Regions from separate parts of the Pan troglodytes genome. Here region 1 is linked to region 2. The links are chromatin contacts, called in public Hi-C maps. All regions are on one chromosome and are shown on one strand. The core of a region is the stretch at or near the end of the contact, and the rest is flanking DNA. Distances in the headings are between cores, read along the strand shown. Region 1 holds the start of ADGRL3 (adhesion G protein-coupled receptor L3). Region 2 overlaps ADGRL3 (adhesion G protein-coupled receptor L3).

The links. Hi-C and Micro-C count contacts between places; a contact is called where the count stands out from the background.
Region 1: a contact with region 2 is called in a Hi-C map of stem cell-derived neural progenitor cells, with 3 times the contacts expected there. The contact joins the promoter of ADGRL3 here to the enhancer-like site in region 2. A contact is called at or near these places in 1 of 7 Hi-C or Micro-C datasets (stem cell-derived neural progenitor cells) and 1 of 1 datasets of contacts at active chromatin or transcription factors (stem cell-derived excitatory neurons).

What each region holds. Positions count from the first base shown.
Region 1 is chr3:68,660,784-68,664,382 of NHGRI_mPanTro3-v2.0_pri, reverse strand. It overlaps ADGRL3 (adhesion G protein-coupled receptor L3), which reads left to right and starts at 2,056. Exons shown (of 26, transcript XM_054683096.1): 1 at 2,056-3,489.
Region 2 is chr3:68,355,809-68,359,852 of NHGRI_mPanTro3-v2.0_pri, reverse strand. All of the region lies in intron 3 of ADGRL3 (adhesion G protein-coupled receptor L3), which reads left to right. Among named protein-coding and RNA genes, the nearest start is that of ADGRL3, 300 kb to the left of the region's middle. Within about 2 kb of position 1,717, at least 3 of the 24 cell types and tissues checked have an H3K27ac peak or open chromatin away from gene starts, as enhancers often do. A contact at or near this core is called in stem cell-derived neural progenitor cells, where this site is marked.

The DNA.
Region 1 (3,599 bases), core at 807-3,306, 300 kb before region 2:
CAACTCCTCCGTGGTGAACACTTCCAATTACTTATTTAACTGACTATGCTTAGTTTTCAGTTAATATTTCATTTATATAGATACACATATATGTATATCTATGTGTGTACATATGTGTGTATAAATATACATGTAAAACTTTTACTTTGAAATTTCATTTTCCTGCATCCCTCCAGACCTCTGTTGTGTTAAAGATGATTCTAAAAACTGATCTATAGCTACTATTTATTTAATATTCTCATGCTACCACTAATAATCTTTAATATCTATATATTGTCATTATATATTTTTATCGATCTAAATAAATATTAAATATGTATTTAATGTTTCTGATGCTACCACTAATAATCTTTAATATCTATACTTGTCATTATATATATTATTACAATGTTATTTTTATTACTTGGTTGTTTTATTATACTTAATACAACCATTAAGCATTTGAGAAATGAATTGAGTAACTTCCATTTTTCCTCCTTTACAAATAAGAGCCTCTTGTCACAATTGGCTAGAGTTTACTCTTTCCAAAACTATTTAAGTAACAAGCGGCTCCAGATGTCAATTTGTATTTTCTTTAAGTACCCAGGGGAGTTCATGGATGTCCTGTATTAGGCAAATTCAAGTAGCATAACTTCAGCTTGTGAACATCTAGTTGGTCAGAATTCAGCAATATCATTAAATCTCCCTTCCCACCCCCAATTTTTTTAAAGGACTAACTATGCGCAAAGGACTGTAGATATAATCTTTCCTTATACAGATGATTAAAACTAGCAATTTGCATTCAAGAAAATCTGTAATCTGAAGAAGCAAATGGACAAACCATTAATGATTAAAAAGGAACAAGGAAAAAGGCAGAATAAAATAGGTGTTAGAGAAGAGATGTTATCAAAATGTTACAGGGTATCATGAAAGGAGTGATTTTTTGGGAAGGAGTCTTGGTGAGAAGAGGCTTCTTGGAGAACGTTGGATTGGAGTTGAGCTTTAAAGAATGAATGACATTTTAACTGTCACTTTGTGTTGGGTATGTTTTTAATTCTAATGAGATTTCAGGTTCTTCAGATATGCTAGGATTGATGTTACCTCTTAAAGAGCTCCTAGAAGTCGTTAGGTCATTCTAAATGTATACAATGAAATACAATTTGGGAAATTTAGCTACGGATGTAATGTGCTTGTTGAATGAATATGATAAATCTTAATGATTTGAGTGTACTGGTATAGAAAATAACATCTTAGCCATTTGAAATCACATTTTAGAGCAGGAAAAGACCTTACAAATTATGTACTCAACAGTCTCCTTTACAAAGAAGGCACCAAAAGGTTCAGCAATTGACCAAGGCCACTCATTTAACTTGACCAGACTTTTCCTCTGTCAGAAGGCATGGTTTTGGAATCCGCACCTTTCTGTATCCATTATGGTAATTTCCATTGATGATGTGAAATAAGATAATTGAATCTCCACGATTGTTCATCAGACAGGGATACTTTAAACCGTGCAATGAACTTGCAGGTCGAGTTAAGTTTGAAGGAACATAAAATTGACCAAAGGCAGGAAACATTTTCAGACTCGGTACTTGCATAATGAAAATACGGAATAATCCGCACCTGAAAAAATGAGACACTGGCAGGACTTTCAAGCTGATGTTTACTCACCTAGGGTGGAGTGGGAGAGGAAGACAAGAAGAGAAAGGGGGGAGGGAGGTGATGGAGAGTGGGAGGGGGAGAGAGGGAGGGAGGGACAGAGGAGGAAGTGGAGGAGAGAGAGAGAGAAAGAATGAGAGAGAGAGAGAGAGAGAGAGAGAGAGAGAGAGCGAGCGCCGAGGCGGGCCTCGAAGCCACTGGAGAGGTACCCTTTGTCTGACAAACCCTGAAAGGGAAGCCTCTAGTAGCAGCCCTCCCGTTCCCACCTCCAAGCGTTTGCCGAACTGCTAGGTGGAGCCCGCGCCGCGGAGCCCACGAGCACTCCATATCCGGGTTTTGCCGGCCACCCCTTTCCCTGGCGCGAGCCCCCTCCCCGGCTCTCGGAGCTCTCGCCGCTGGCCCGCCCGACCGCTGCTCATTCTGGCCTCCGCTCCGGCCCCGGCTGCGCCTACCCCGCGCGCAGGCTGCACGGCCCCCGCGCGCCCGCGCTCTGACCCGCTGTCTGCGCGTCGCCCCCCTCGCCTGCTGGCCCGGCACCGCTCGCTCCAGTTCCCAGGAGCGGGGATGCAGATGCTGCAGCTGGTCGGGGTGGGCGCCGCCGCCGCCGCCGCCGCTGCTGGTTTTTCTCGGACTGCTCGTTGCCTCCGCTCCGGCAGCTGCTGCCGCCGCCGCCGCCGCCTGTGACTCGCCCCCTCCCCTTTCTTTCTTCTCTTTTTGCCTTGGTCCTCTTCCTACGGGTGTGCGCGCGCGCGGGTTGCACGGTTTGCTTTGGCAGGAGCTCGCTCGTGTGTGCGCGTGTGTGAGTGTGCGTGTCTGGAGAGCGCCAGTGCCTCGCTCGCTCTTGGGGAGTCAAAGAAGAGAAAGAACCGAAGAGACAGCGGCGGCGGCGCGGAGCCCGGGGCCGCGCGATGAAGCTCCCACATGCCCGCAGCTGCCCGGCCCGGCCGGCGAGCTAATCATCCACCCCACGGGCTCGGGGCTCGCCGGCCCCCGGGACGCAGCCCTCGGCGGCCGGGCGCCCGCTCTGTCCGCGCGCCCCCTCCGTGCACCGGGGAAGGAGTTTGTGTGGCTCTCGCTCCGGCTGTCCGCGGAGGTTGCGGGCTTGAGAGGGGACCCTCGGCTGGGAGAGAACCTCGGGAGGACGAAGAGGAGGACGGTTTGGCGGAGAAGCCACCCCTGGCCCTCGCGGCTCCCCCTACCTATTCCATCGCTCCCGCTCCGAGGCGGAAAGGGGAGGACGTGGAAGAAGAAAAAGAAAGAGAAGGGGGGTGGGGTGGGAGAACTGGATATAAAGATCGGCTGGGGGGATGGTGGAAGATTTTTGGTCTCTTCGGCAGCGTCTTTTCTTAAGCGGCGGCGGCAGCAGCAGCAGCAAGAGGAGGAGAAGCAGCCCCAGCTATGACTGCCGCATGTTAATAGCTGCCGCTGGGTCCCTCGGCTCCTGCTGGAGACAGAGCCTGACTCCGAAGTTGTGCAACTGTGGACTGGGAGAGACATTTGAACCCTCTTTTCTTTTCGCTCCGCTTTTGCCCCCTTGGGGTGTGTGAAGCGAGGAACGTAAAGGAAGGCGAGCATTTGGCTCTCTTTTTCCTTCCCCTTTCTCCGTGGCTGTGTAGCGGAAGAAAGGGAAGAGAGACTTTTTGTTGTTGTTTCCTTGACTGGGGTCTCCACCCTCCTGCTGCTTTCTCTGTGCTTCGATTCTCGTTATTTGCCGCGTGTGGTTGGGGGTGTCTGCACAGGGGCCGGCCGGTCTTTTGCCCCGGGCTCAATGGCTGGATTGTGGAAACTGCACCCGCCTTCAGGTTGTTGAGCAACTGATGGGACGATCTCAGGGACCGGCGTTTACGAAAGGTAATTTATTCTTCGCACTCTTCATAATAGGGGTCGCCCTGGCCGGGCGCAGGCGGCGGCATCCACCGGGCGGGCAACAAGAGGGGGTGCGGGGTGCATGCACACTCGCC
Region 2 (4,044 bases), core at 468-2,967:
TGTCTCCATTAGTTTAATATTTTTTTGATTTCTCATATATTACTGATAACATGCAATGTTTGTCTTTCTATGTTTGGCTTAAGAATTTCATCACTTTTTTATAGCTGGATATATTTCATTGTGTATGTGTAACCACATTTTCTTTATCCATTCATTCATTGATGGACACTTAGGTTGATTCCACATCTTGGCCATTGTGAATAGCGTTGCAATAAATATGGGAGTGCACATAGCTCTTCAATATACTTATTTTCTTTCTTTTCCACATATACCCAGCAGTGGGATTTCTGGATCATACGGTAGTTCTTTTAGTCTTTTGAGGGACCTTCATGCTGTTCTCCACAGTGGCTGCACTATTTATATTCCCACCAACAGACAAAGGTTCCCCTTTCTCCACATCCTCACCAGCATTTGTTATTGCCTGTTTTTGGATAACAGCCATTTTAACTGTGGGAGATGATATTTCATTGTAGTTATAATTTGCACTTCTCTGATGATTAGTGATGTTGAGCATTTTTCATTTACCCGTTGGTCATTTGCATATCTTCTTTTGAGAAATGTCTATTCACATCTTTTGCTCATTTTAAAATCAGATTGCTTTTTTTCCTGTTGAGTTATTAACCCTTGTCAGATGATAGTTTGCAAATATTTTCTCCCATTCTTGTGGGTTGTCTCCTCACTTTTTTATTGTTATTATGACTATAAAAATTAATAATTGTCCATAATTGAAACTTTATTTTTATAGGAGACCTGTATACTGGTGAATTGTATACAAAACAGCAAGGCAATTCATTGAGTTCTATTAGTTTTCGATTATTTCTTCCTAAGAAAATGATGAAGATGATTAAACTTTGGTAGCCAAGAAAAATTTCTATTTTTGGTCGAGTCTGAATTTTTTTGAGATTTTGGAAATCCTCTTTTTTATATTTTTATATCTTTGCTCAAATTATAAATATTGAGTCTTTCATTTTATTTCTGTAGATTGTTTTTTCTCTAATATATTCTGCAAATTGCTGAATGCCTCTTTTAGTTCATCTCAAGAGTAATTCTATAGCTTTGCATCTCTCTATCAAATCCACATATTATATATTAGTGTCCTCTGGACTCACATCACATCTTTTAATAAAAAAAAAACAAACAAAAATGTAAATCAGCAGAAAACCTGATGTTTTATATGGCAAGGATAATTAATGGTTAATAAATGTTGATACTGAATAGCTCCTGTAGTTTTCAGGAACTATAGAAGATGATGTCACCATATTTAGGAAGCATTGCTTACATGAAGCCCAGAAACTGAAGTTTACAGTATCATCTAATCTAAACTGCTTTAGAATCCTATATTGTATGGTCCTATTAAATGAAGTAGAAAGATCTTAAGCCTTAGAGTTTAACTCCAGTTCTATTACTTCCAAGATATATGGCCTTAAAGAGTTTAAATCACAGTTTATTTATTTGTTAAATGAGTAATTAGGCCTACTTTGTTATAGTATGAGGATTAAATAAAATAATGTATAAAAAGGCCCTAATACAAAGCCTTACACATTTAATCCTGGCAGAATGGGGTCATTAAAACATACCTTTAGGAATTAGAACCAAAAAAAAACCAAATGATCTGAATAGTAAGCAAAATTTAAAATACAACACCATCTTGGGGTCACTTACATTCCACAGTTCTTTTTCAAAGACTGCATTGTATATTCTTAATCCCCAGTGTGACAGTTTCTCTAATTATGAGTCTACACGTTTGTACACACATCCCATCATTATATTTAGGACTCACCCACTGGACTGTAACTAAGTCTTTAATGAGTTACTAATGAACATCTTAAGCTTAGATCAGCATTCAAAGAAAAATGTTAAAGGGTGTTGAAAAGCTATTCAAAGTGCAATTCTGTCACTTTTAATTAGACTCTAAGCCCAATAAAATATCCTGTCATCACTCTTCTAAGTTTGAAAAAATTGAATAGTGAGTGACAGATACACCCTCACTTTGGTATCATTAGTTTTATGTGAAGTTAAAAAGGGTAAATTCAGTGACCTAAATTAGAGAAATCATTGTTTTGACTAAATGTAAAGATAAAAATAACGTGCAAACATAAAATAGCATTTTACAACATTTCATTCTTTTTCTTGGACTCAGATGACTTTAAAACAGATTGATTTTGTTGTTGTGTTGGAGAATAACAGATGATGTGAGGAAAAAAACCTAATGATTAGATATGTAGGTTAAAAACGTAAAAATAAAAAAAAACCCTCTGTATTTATAAAAGAACAAATAGTCTGCTTTCACTCATTACTGATTCTCTCCAAGCTGTTAGAGATATCACAAGAGTAGTAAACATAAACATTACCTGAATTAGATCAGAACTAATCTTTAGTAGAGCTCTCCAAACAAATCGACAATGGTGGTGACAATTTAGCAATAATCATTTTTCTTCTTTTTTTTCTCCTTTTGAGAGGGAACTTGGTGAAACCATGCAGACCTTAAGGGCACATTATTTAATAATGAAGACAAATAATGCATAAAATTTAAAGCAACAGGCTGGTATGATGCTCTCCCTCCAGGGAACACTACACAATTGCTTAAAAGGAGGTCTTTTAGATTAGTTACAAAAGCTGGATTGTTGGAATAGCTGTGATAGCACAGATGTATTAGAGGTTACAGGCTGTTGGCAGGCTTTATGTTGTCCCTGTGCAGACAGATAAAAAACCACCATGTCGATTTTTAAAAGTAGGTGTCCAATAATAATCACATCCAACATAACGTAATCGATCATTTTGACATTTGAGCCTGTTAACATATTTGCTGTCTTGTTAAACAGAATTTAGGCATTCATAGAAACTAATGGAAATTAAGTTGTGATACGGTTTGGCTCTGTGGCCCCACCCAAATCTCATCTTGAATTGTACTTCTATGATTCCTACAGGTTGTGGGGGGGACTTTTAAACAGATTGAGTTTGTTGTGTGTATGTGTTGAGAAGGGTGGATGGGTGGCAAAAATATCTTACTACCATTAAAAAGCAAAACAGTTCTCATTCTTCTCAGCTGTCTTCAGAAATGCCAGTTATTATTTACTTAGGAGAGGGAGCTAGAACTCCCTAACAAAACAGACCTCTGTCAATATGTGGATCATTTTTGCTCATTTTGCCCACACATTAGTTACAATTGGCAGTATGATTAAGGCAGAGTGCCCATTACTATAGTTGTAAAGATTTTTAAAGGAAGAATTTACTTTACAACATTCTGAAAGTATAGTTGCCATACCATTAAAAAATTTATATTCTTGAGGAGAGGAGTAGAGGAAAAAAAAAGTCAATGTTCTCCAAATAACAAATTCTAAAGGTTTTTTGTTACCATGAACTTAAATTTTTTTGCATTATGTTTACAAGGAGGCTGGTGTTTGGAAAATCTTACTATTAGTTATCACTCCTCTTAAGGTACATAATATGGATTTTATTTGACTGGAATAAAAAAAAATCATCCTTTTTGTCAGGAGCCAAATCTCTAATAAATTTATATCACTAACAGAAATTTCTACTTACTCATTTTCAGAAGTGTTTAAGGTATTTACATCACAGTATTACAATTTAGGCAACGATTATAATGAAAGTCACTATTTTTCCCTTTATTGATAGAATATATAAAGTGCCAGCTATGAAAGCCAATTAAAAAGCAATCTTAAAAAGTTGGTTCTTTTGTTCTTTAACAAAATGAAATGTTTCCCTTTAGCTTTATTCACAGCCACGTGTTTGACTCTTTTACTATTCTCAGCATGTTTTATAAAGCTTTTGTAACATAGTAGCTTAGCGTTCTGATAATGACTGTAATGAGTAAAAGCAGACTATTTATTCTTTTATAAATACAGAGGTTTTTAAAAAAATTTTTAACCTACATATCTAAACATATCTGGATCTTTTTTCCTCATGTCATCTGTTAAGTTATTTATTTTTATAATTTCAACAGTTATATTAGATTCAGGGGGTAAATGTACAGGTTTGTTACAGGAGTATATTGCATGACTCTGAGGCAAATGATCCTGTCAC